Regions from separate parts of the Gossypium arboreum genome. Here region 1 is linked to region 2. Evidence: chromatin contacts called from public Hi-C data. All regions are on one chromosome and are shown on one strand. The core of a region is the stretch at or near the end of the contact, and the rest is flanking DNA. Distances in the headings are between cores, read along the strand shown. Region 1 holds the start of LOC108485588. Region 2 holds the start of LOC108486693 (probable sugar phosphate/phosphate translocator At5g25400).

Evidence for each region. Hi-C and Micro-C count contacts between places; a contact is called where the count stands out from the background.
Region 1: a Hi-C map of leaf shows a contact between it and region 2, with 3 times the contacts expected there. The contact joins the promoter of LOC108485588 here to the promoter of LOC108486693 in region 2. A contact is called at or near these places in 2 of 5 Hi-C or Micro-C datasets (both in leaf).

What each region holds. Positions count from the first base shown.
Region 1 is chr6:103,446,443-103,450,202 of ASM2569848v2, forward strand. It overlaps LOC108485588, which reads left to right and starts at 1,789. Exons shown (of 2, transcript XM_017789446.2): 1 at 1,789-2,005; 2 at 2,114-2,455. The coding sequence starts at 1,876. The coding sequence ends at 2,361. LOC128293891 (a long non-coding RNA gene) reads left to right here and starts at 2,938. Exons shown (of 4, transcript XR_008284012.1): 1 at 2,938-3,089.
Region 2 is chr6:103,297,024-103,301,015 of ASM2569848v2, forward strand. LOC108486693 (probable sugar phosphate/phosphate translocator At5g25400) reads left to right here and starts at 2,150. Exons shown (of 1, transcript XM_017790875.2): 1 at 2,150-3,852. The coding sequence starts at 2,367. The coding sequence ends at 3,416.

The sequences.
Region 1 (3,760 bases), core at 539-3,038, 150 kb after region 2:
AATTTTGTCTGGACCCAGCTCAACCCGGCCTATGCAGACCTCTAATTAGAAGAACAATTTTCTTAAAGACGAGTTTACACGATTTCATGAAATCATGAAGAGCCATACAAACCATTTGGTTGTGCATAATGGATTGGAACCCTTGGGTCTCTGATATTCACCGTGGTTGGTCGGAGGAACGACGACGATGGTGAGTGCTAGCGATAGTGTTCGTGCACCTACAGTTTCGGCTGGAAAAGCTGAACTTCTACTAGGAAAGAAGAAAGAGAAACGAATAAAGAAAAAAACAAGGGAAATCTTTTAATATTAAGAGAAAAATAAAAAATGCATTCGGGCATTTGAGTTCGATCGGCTTAAACCATCAAATCAAATTTTTTTTAATGGAAACAATTTTGATGGAATGAAAGTAAATGAGATACAATAATCAAAATTAATATAAGGATGAAATGATATTAAGCTTATTATATTTATTTACATATATAAAAAATATTTAAAAGAATATCGATAAACTTAAAAATATGATACTATAGTAATTACCTTAATCTCAAAATTACCAGTCACCTTAGGAAGGGGTGAACAAACAATTCCCATGAGAGTTTTTCTCATTTTTTTAGGTTCTTGGGAATGCAAAATAAGGTTTCATTTGTATATTCTTTTTTACTTTCCAGGCTGGCAAAGGCATTCCTCGAAGTTGGTAAGATATATTCTTTAACCTTGTCGGACATGGCTGATCAACCACCCCCTTCTCTATGTACCTCGTTTAAATATACACTTTAAATAAAGTAAAAATTATTAACTAAAGTTTGACATTTAATTTTTATATTTAAAATTTGAAATAATTCTATTCACACTATTAATATCTCAAATTAAAATTCAAGATTAATATATTTATTATATCTTTGTCAATTTGAATTTGGTTAGACAAGCTCTTATTTTTCCTATAAATATTTTTATTGAATACAACTTTCACATAATTCTATATGTATTTAAGAGATCGAGTATAAAATTTTGTTTACTCACTTTAAATTGAGTATCTATTTCCTCCTTTTCAGCTAGGATTAGAAATTTTATATTTTACATATTCATACAATTGAGTCTTTGGGTTTTCAAAATAGTATAAGAAGAAATATTTCGAATCATTGCTATTTGACTCGAATCTATTCTAAAAGAGTCGAGGCATTTCGAATTGTTTGTTAAAACGAACAAAGTCAAGGAAAACCTTTAAAATTATTTCAATATTGGACATTGGACATATAATAGTTCCGATGTCGGTTAGTAAAGAGATTTCTCTCCACTCAAAATTTTAATATATTAAGCATTCATTCTGAATTTCATTTACCTATCTGACTATTAATTTTAAAATAAACGAATTAGTTTCTTTCAACACTATCCCTCTCCTTCTCCACCTCTATTAATACCAAATAATATTTATACAATCATATTATTTTCAAAAACAATTTTTCATTCATAATATAAACATAATAATAAGTAAATTTTGAAGGAAAATAATAATTATATAAATCATTGAATTAGAATTCTTAATTAAAAATAACATGATTTAATTATTATCAAGTATTCAAAATAAAGATACCAGTTATATAAATTAAAAATTTCCCCGACAATGGCTTTTCATTTGTCCCGTAGTTGCCTTGGGATTCCTTTTGAGCAGTACCCTATCACATGCATGAGCATTTAAAAGTAGCTTTATCCCATGATTTAATCAAACATTGTAAGCATATCTTTTGAAAATAAAATAACGTGTGCTTTATTCCTTAATGATTTATTATAAATACCGGGCATCAAAGCTAATTAAAGAAACAATTAAAAGGGCCAAAAAAAGTAGCCCAAGGGGAAAAATTTGCTAGTGGAAAGAAAATGAAGAGAAGGGTTTCTCAATGGATCATTTTCATAATTGTATGTTTCTTAAGTGAAACAGCTTTCATCTCACCATCACAGGCTACTGTCAATGATCTCAAGCAATCGATGAAGGAAAAACAACTCAAAGGTAAGTTTTCTTTTTTTTTTTCTTATTGAAAAAAGAATTTTAAATTTTGTAAATGGAGAAAATAGATCACGAAATTTAATAAACCCATTTAATTTTTTTTCCATGCAGATTTTTTGGATAGACATGAAAAAACAATCAAGGGTTGGCATGAAGCACTTCATTTGAAGATGGTTCAAAGAGAAAAGAAAGTAATTATTGAGCAGAAGAAGAAAGGAGGGAAAGGAGGCGGAAGCTATGGCGGTGGAAGTCTTCTTCGACCTCGTGCCAAAAAGAGTGCAGCAAACTTTCTCCATCCAACAACATTCCTTAGATTTCTATTACCTGGTTTAATCCCCACCATGTTCTTCTTTTTATAACTTGGATATAAGCCCATATTATATATATATATATATGTACCCCTCAAATATGTGTTAAGTGTTGGTAACTTTTTTATTTTTATTTTTTTTAAAATATCATTTGGAATTTTATTCAATTAATCAAAAAATAAAGCTTAAGCAACAAACGGGCAAAACAATAAAGTTGGGCTAACCCAATCAGCCCAATAATCCAACAAAGAAAGGAGCTTACTCTTGAAGCAATTAATGCGACACAACTCCTGTGATCCAACAACTAGATAGTAACCCCTCAATAATTTATCTTTTTTTTTTTTTTTCCAATTACTAGAAACCATCCGACTTCCATTTCATCTCTCTTCTCTATATGCTTCTTGTCCCCCAACTTGCCAAACTAAGAAAAAACCCAGACCAAAAACATTATCCCCCTATGATCCATTTCCACTTATTCTCTAACATACTCAGGAAACCCATTTCTCATCAAGCATCGATCCCCTTTCTTTAGACCTTTTGCAGCCAGCAAATGAGCAACCCAATTCGTTAATTTGTGCCCATGTTTAAATTGACAGGTTTGAAATCTTTTACCCAGCCCTTGCCCATCTCTAATATAAGCACAAATTTTTTATTTATCACCCCTCCTTTGTGTATTTTTTTTACAATAGATAGGGCATCTCCTTCAATTTCGACTGTCGTAAACCCCAGATCCAGGCCCAGTTGAAGGCATGCAATAGCCTCGACTGCGAACACCAAGGGTACATTATCATTTAACTCAACCCTAAAACTCAATTCCCGCCCCATAGAATCTCTAATTGCAATCACTGAGCAAGATTTGCTTTCATGTTTTCTGTATGCTGCATCAAAGTTTATTTTCACAAATGGGTTCTCTGTTGGCTGCCACTTTTTCAACTCCATTCTTTGAACATGTATGGAATTATTCAACCATCTAGTTTCTGAACATAATTCCTAATAAAATTCGTTATGGCTAAACTTGTTTTCCTTTGCCCCTCATGCACCAATTTGTTTCTTTCAGTCCATATTACCCATAAAGCACAGACAAAAAGACAACATTGAATGGTAGAATTTTTCTAAAAAAAACCTGGTAACCCAGTACATAAGCTCCATGTATAATACTGAATTTGGCCAATTCCAATTCAATTGATGCCACATCTCCTTTGTCACAAGACAATCACGCAGAACATGTACTCTGGATTCAACCTTTCCTATGCATCTCGGGCATATTATTGTATTTCTTGATCTTTTATACTGTAGATTAAATAGCGTAGGAAATTATTTTTTTTTAGAAACACCAAATTGTAATATTCAGTTTTTAGGATAGATTCAAGCCCCATAATTTCTTGTAAAAATTTGTATGCTCAGTTTGGTTGTATAAATGAGTAAGCTCAATAAACTATTGTAAAAGAGA
Region 2 (3,992 bases), core at 900-3,399:
CGAACAGGGCGTTCTCGAGTAGCGGTCGGGCAGAGGGGTTGCTCGAGAGTTGGTAGGTGAGTGGCTGGTTGGTTTCGCTATGAAGGTTCAAGGATTGTTGACTTTTCAAGTTAAAGCCCGAGCTGCGTACAAGGGTCTCTGGTTTGCTTGCGATAGGCGTTTAGAGGAGTTGAACTAGAAAGCAATAATACGCTTCAGATAATGAGTTGTCTTGATCAGCTATACCAACGTTCATGACAGGTTCAGATGAGATATGCTCGGCAAAAACATGTAAGTAAAGATAATGGCTTCTCTCTACTTTTAAGTATTGACATCAGTCGTGTGTAGTCTCTATACTAATTTGTTTTTGCCAAAGGAATTTAAATAATAAAAAGGACAGACAAAAAGGTAGTTAGATTTACAGGCTGGTACTATAATCATCAATAATCATCATTACTACTTGATTATATTAACAGTCACAAGTCCTTTCAGTTGTCGGTGGAGGAACATTTATAAATTTCCTTTTATTCCCTTAAGTTCTCAAAATACATTTTTTTAATATGATTAAACATCATATAGTAATAGCAAAAAGAAAAATTAATATAAAAAAAAAATTAGTTTGCTGACTTTTGCAGTGCGAGGGTTAAACTTGAGCTACTAAATATATGCTATTTTATATCTATTTTAAAAATAATTTTTCAACTTAAATTATAACCAAATATATGAGAAGATAAGTAATTGTGATCATAAATTTGTTTTCTTTTTCGAAATCATAAAATTTTAATAAGTGAAAAGTTAAAATTGGTGTAGAATTTAATATTAAATTAATAAATTTGTGTAAAAGTAATAAAATAAAATTTAAAGCCGTAAATATTTAAAAGCAAAATTAAAACGTGAATAGATTATAACGAAGTTGATCTTTTTCCAACATCTGACATGAAAAATAAATAAAATATTGTTATATTATTTATGTAAGATTTTTAAATGTGGTTTGTTGTGGAATGCACTGACTGACATTCAAATGCAAGGAGGTTTTGTATTTGTATGGAAATTTACATGGTCGGTTATTGTGGTTTTAGGATAGTTTTGAGTTTAAGTTATTTTAGATCAGTGTTTTTCATGTTTTTTTGGAAGACATATTTTAAGTTTGGTTGTTTAAGTTTTGATTATTGAATTTTTATGATCTAATTAAGTTAAGTTAGATCCGATTTTGATTAATTGAGTCAAATTTTTATAGTATAAATTCTTAAAAAAGAAATAAAATTTGTCCACCGAGTGTTAGCACATAGAAATGAGTTTAGTTCAATTCAGTTCATTTTTTTTTTTAAATCGTTCATGTTAATTCAAATAAGTTTGATTCTTAACTTTTCATATAAAATTTGAGTTTTGAGTTTTTTCTTTTTTAACTTATTTTGATAAGTGAGTTTTATTTTGTAACTTTTGACTTTTTAAACTAGTTTTAAAGTATTTTTCATGACTATTAAAAATTAATAATTTTTAAGTAAATAAAATTAATTAATAACTTTTGTATTGTATTTCTTTAAAAATATTTTTATATAAAAAATCAAGTTATTTATACTATTTAAAATATAAAATATTTAATTTAAAATCATAAAAATTAAAATTAATTATTCAATTAAGTTAAAAATTCAGTTCTGTTTAATTCGAAGAGTCACGTTTTTTAACTTGTATCCTACAAATCATCCAAACACCACGGTTCAAATTGATCTTTAATTTTTTATTTTTGTGATTGATATTGCAATAAGTAAGAGGTCATCATGAGTTTATGCGTGCTTAAGAGTTCAATATCCTCTAGTTTAAGGATTAGAGAATTTATGAATAATTTGGATTTAGATTATCTCAATTATATATTAGTTTTGAGTTCAAATAATTTTAAGTTTAGGTAATTCAATTTTTTATCTCAAATTTATTTTTTGTATCTAGATATGTTGGGTATGAATCATTCAGGATAGGTCATTTTCAGGTTAAATAAGTTCAAATTATTTAATTTTATAACTAAATTAAATTAAATTTATTTTAAATTTAAATTAATGGGATGAAAATTTAAATTTAAATAATTGCATCGAATTTAAATTTAAATTATTGGGGTCAAAATTTTAAGTGGATCTTAAAATTAAAAAAGGGAAATGGTATCAAACTATAGAGAAAAAAGCCCATAAAGAGGCCCATTCCATCAACATAAAGAAAACACACCTTAAACAAAAAAGATAACATCCTTCACTACATTAAAAAAAAAACAAATCAAATCTTGATTTTTCAGCATCCACATAGAGAAAAATCCCCCCACATTCCGATCTCCGATCTCCGATCAATTCTTCCACCATTTTTTCCGATCCGGGCACCTCTCAAAACCCCAAAAACAAGCAATGGGTAAAGGCGGTTCATTGAGCGACGGCGTCATCAAGAAGATCCTTCTCTCCTACACCTACGTAGCAATCTGGATCTTCCTCAGCTTCACCGTCATCGTCTACAACAAGTACATCCTCGACAAGAAGATGTACAATTGGCCTTTCCCAATCTCTCTAACCATGATCCACATGTCCTTTTGTGCCTCCCTTGCTTTCCTCCTCATCAAGGTCTTCAAAGTCGTCGAGCCCGTCTCCATGTCTCGAGACCTTTACCTCTCTTCCGTCGTCCCCATCGGCGCTCTTTACTCCCTCAGCCTCTGGCTCTCCAATTCCGCCTACATTTACTTGTCCGTTTCCTTCATCCAGATGCTCAAAGCGTTGATGCCCGTCGCCGTGTATTCCATCGGCGTCCTTTTTAAAAAAGAAGGGTACAAGAACGATACGATGGTCAACATGTTGTCAATCTCTTTTGGGGTCGCCATCGCAGCATATGGGGAAGCTAAATTCGACACTTGGGGAGTGATTTTGCAGTTGGGAGCTGTTGCTTTTGAGGCTACCAGGTTGGTCATGATCCAAATCTTGCTTACTTCTAAAGGGATCACCTTGAACCCCATTACTTCGTTATATTACGTTGCTCCATGCTGCTTTGTTTTCCTTTTGGTCCCATGGGTTTTCGTTGAGTACCCAGTTTTGAAAGAAACATCGAGTTTCCATTTCGATTTCGTCATTTTTGGGACCAACTCTATATGTGCATTTGCTTTGAACCTAGCTGTGTTCTTACTTGTTGGAAAGACCTCTGCTTTGACCATGAATGTAGCTGGGGTTGTCAAGGACTGGTTGTTGATTGCCTTCTCTTGGTCTGTCATCAAGGATACCGTGACACCCATCAACTTGTTTGGGTATGGACTGGCGTTTTTGGGTGTTGCTTACTATAATCATTCAAAGTTACAAGCTTTGAAGGCCAAAGAAGCACAGAAGAAGACTGCACAAGCAGATGAAGAAGGTGGGAGATTGTTGGAAGAGAGAGAAGGTGAAGGAAGTGGTAAGAGCAGTGAATCTCAGGATTAGATCAGTTCATGGTTCGTACTTCATATTAGGATTATGAAATATGGAAGGGATGTTGCAAATAAGGGCTAAAGGGAGATATTTTGGTGATATGATCCAAAAAGAGCTTGTATTCAATGGCAAAAAACAATGAGGGGATAATGCATTGTGGGTTTTGCTATGTTGTTTCTTTCTATTTTTTAGGGGTTTTGCTATGTTGTTTCTTTCTATTTTTTAGGTTTACTTATTATGGCCATTTCTTAGTAAAAACATCAGGGGTTTGAGATCATATTTGTTTCTTATTGCACCGGTTAATGTAGGTTAGTAGAGGAAGATGAAATCTCAAAGGCCCTGTATCTTGTTTTTTTTTTTTTTTTGGCTTCCATTGTCTGTTCTTTTTGTGTTGTTGACAAATGTTTCATTCATGGAGTTTTAATCCTTAATTTATTCATTTATGCTACTTTGTGTTGCTTAGGCGGTGTAATTTTGGCATGTTCCTCTTACACCTATATTGGTATGATGCTTTGAATATGATTGTGGATTTGAGTATGTTGGCATGATATTGATGCTGAGATTGTTATTTTGACAATAATCCAGTTA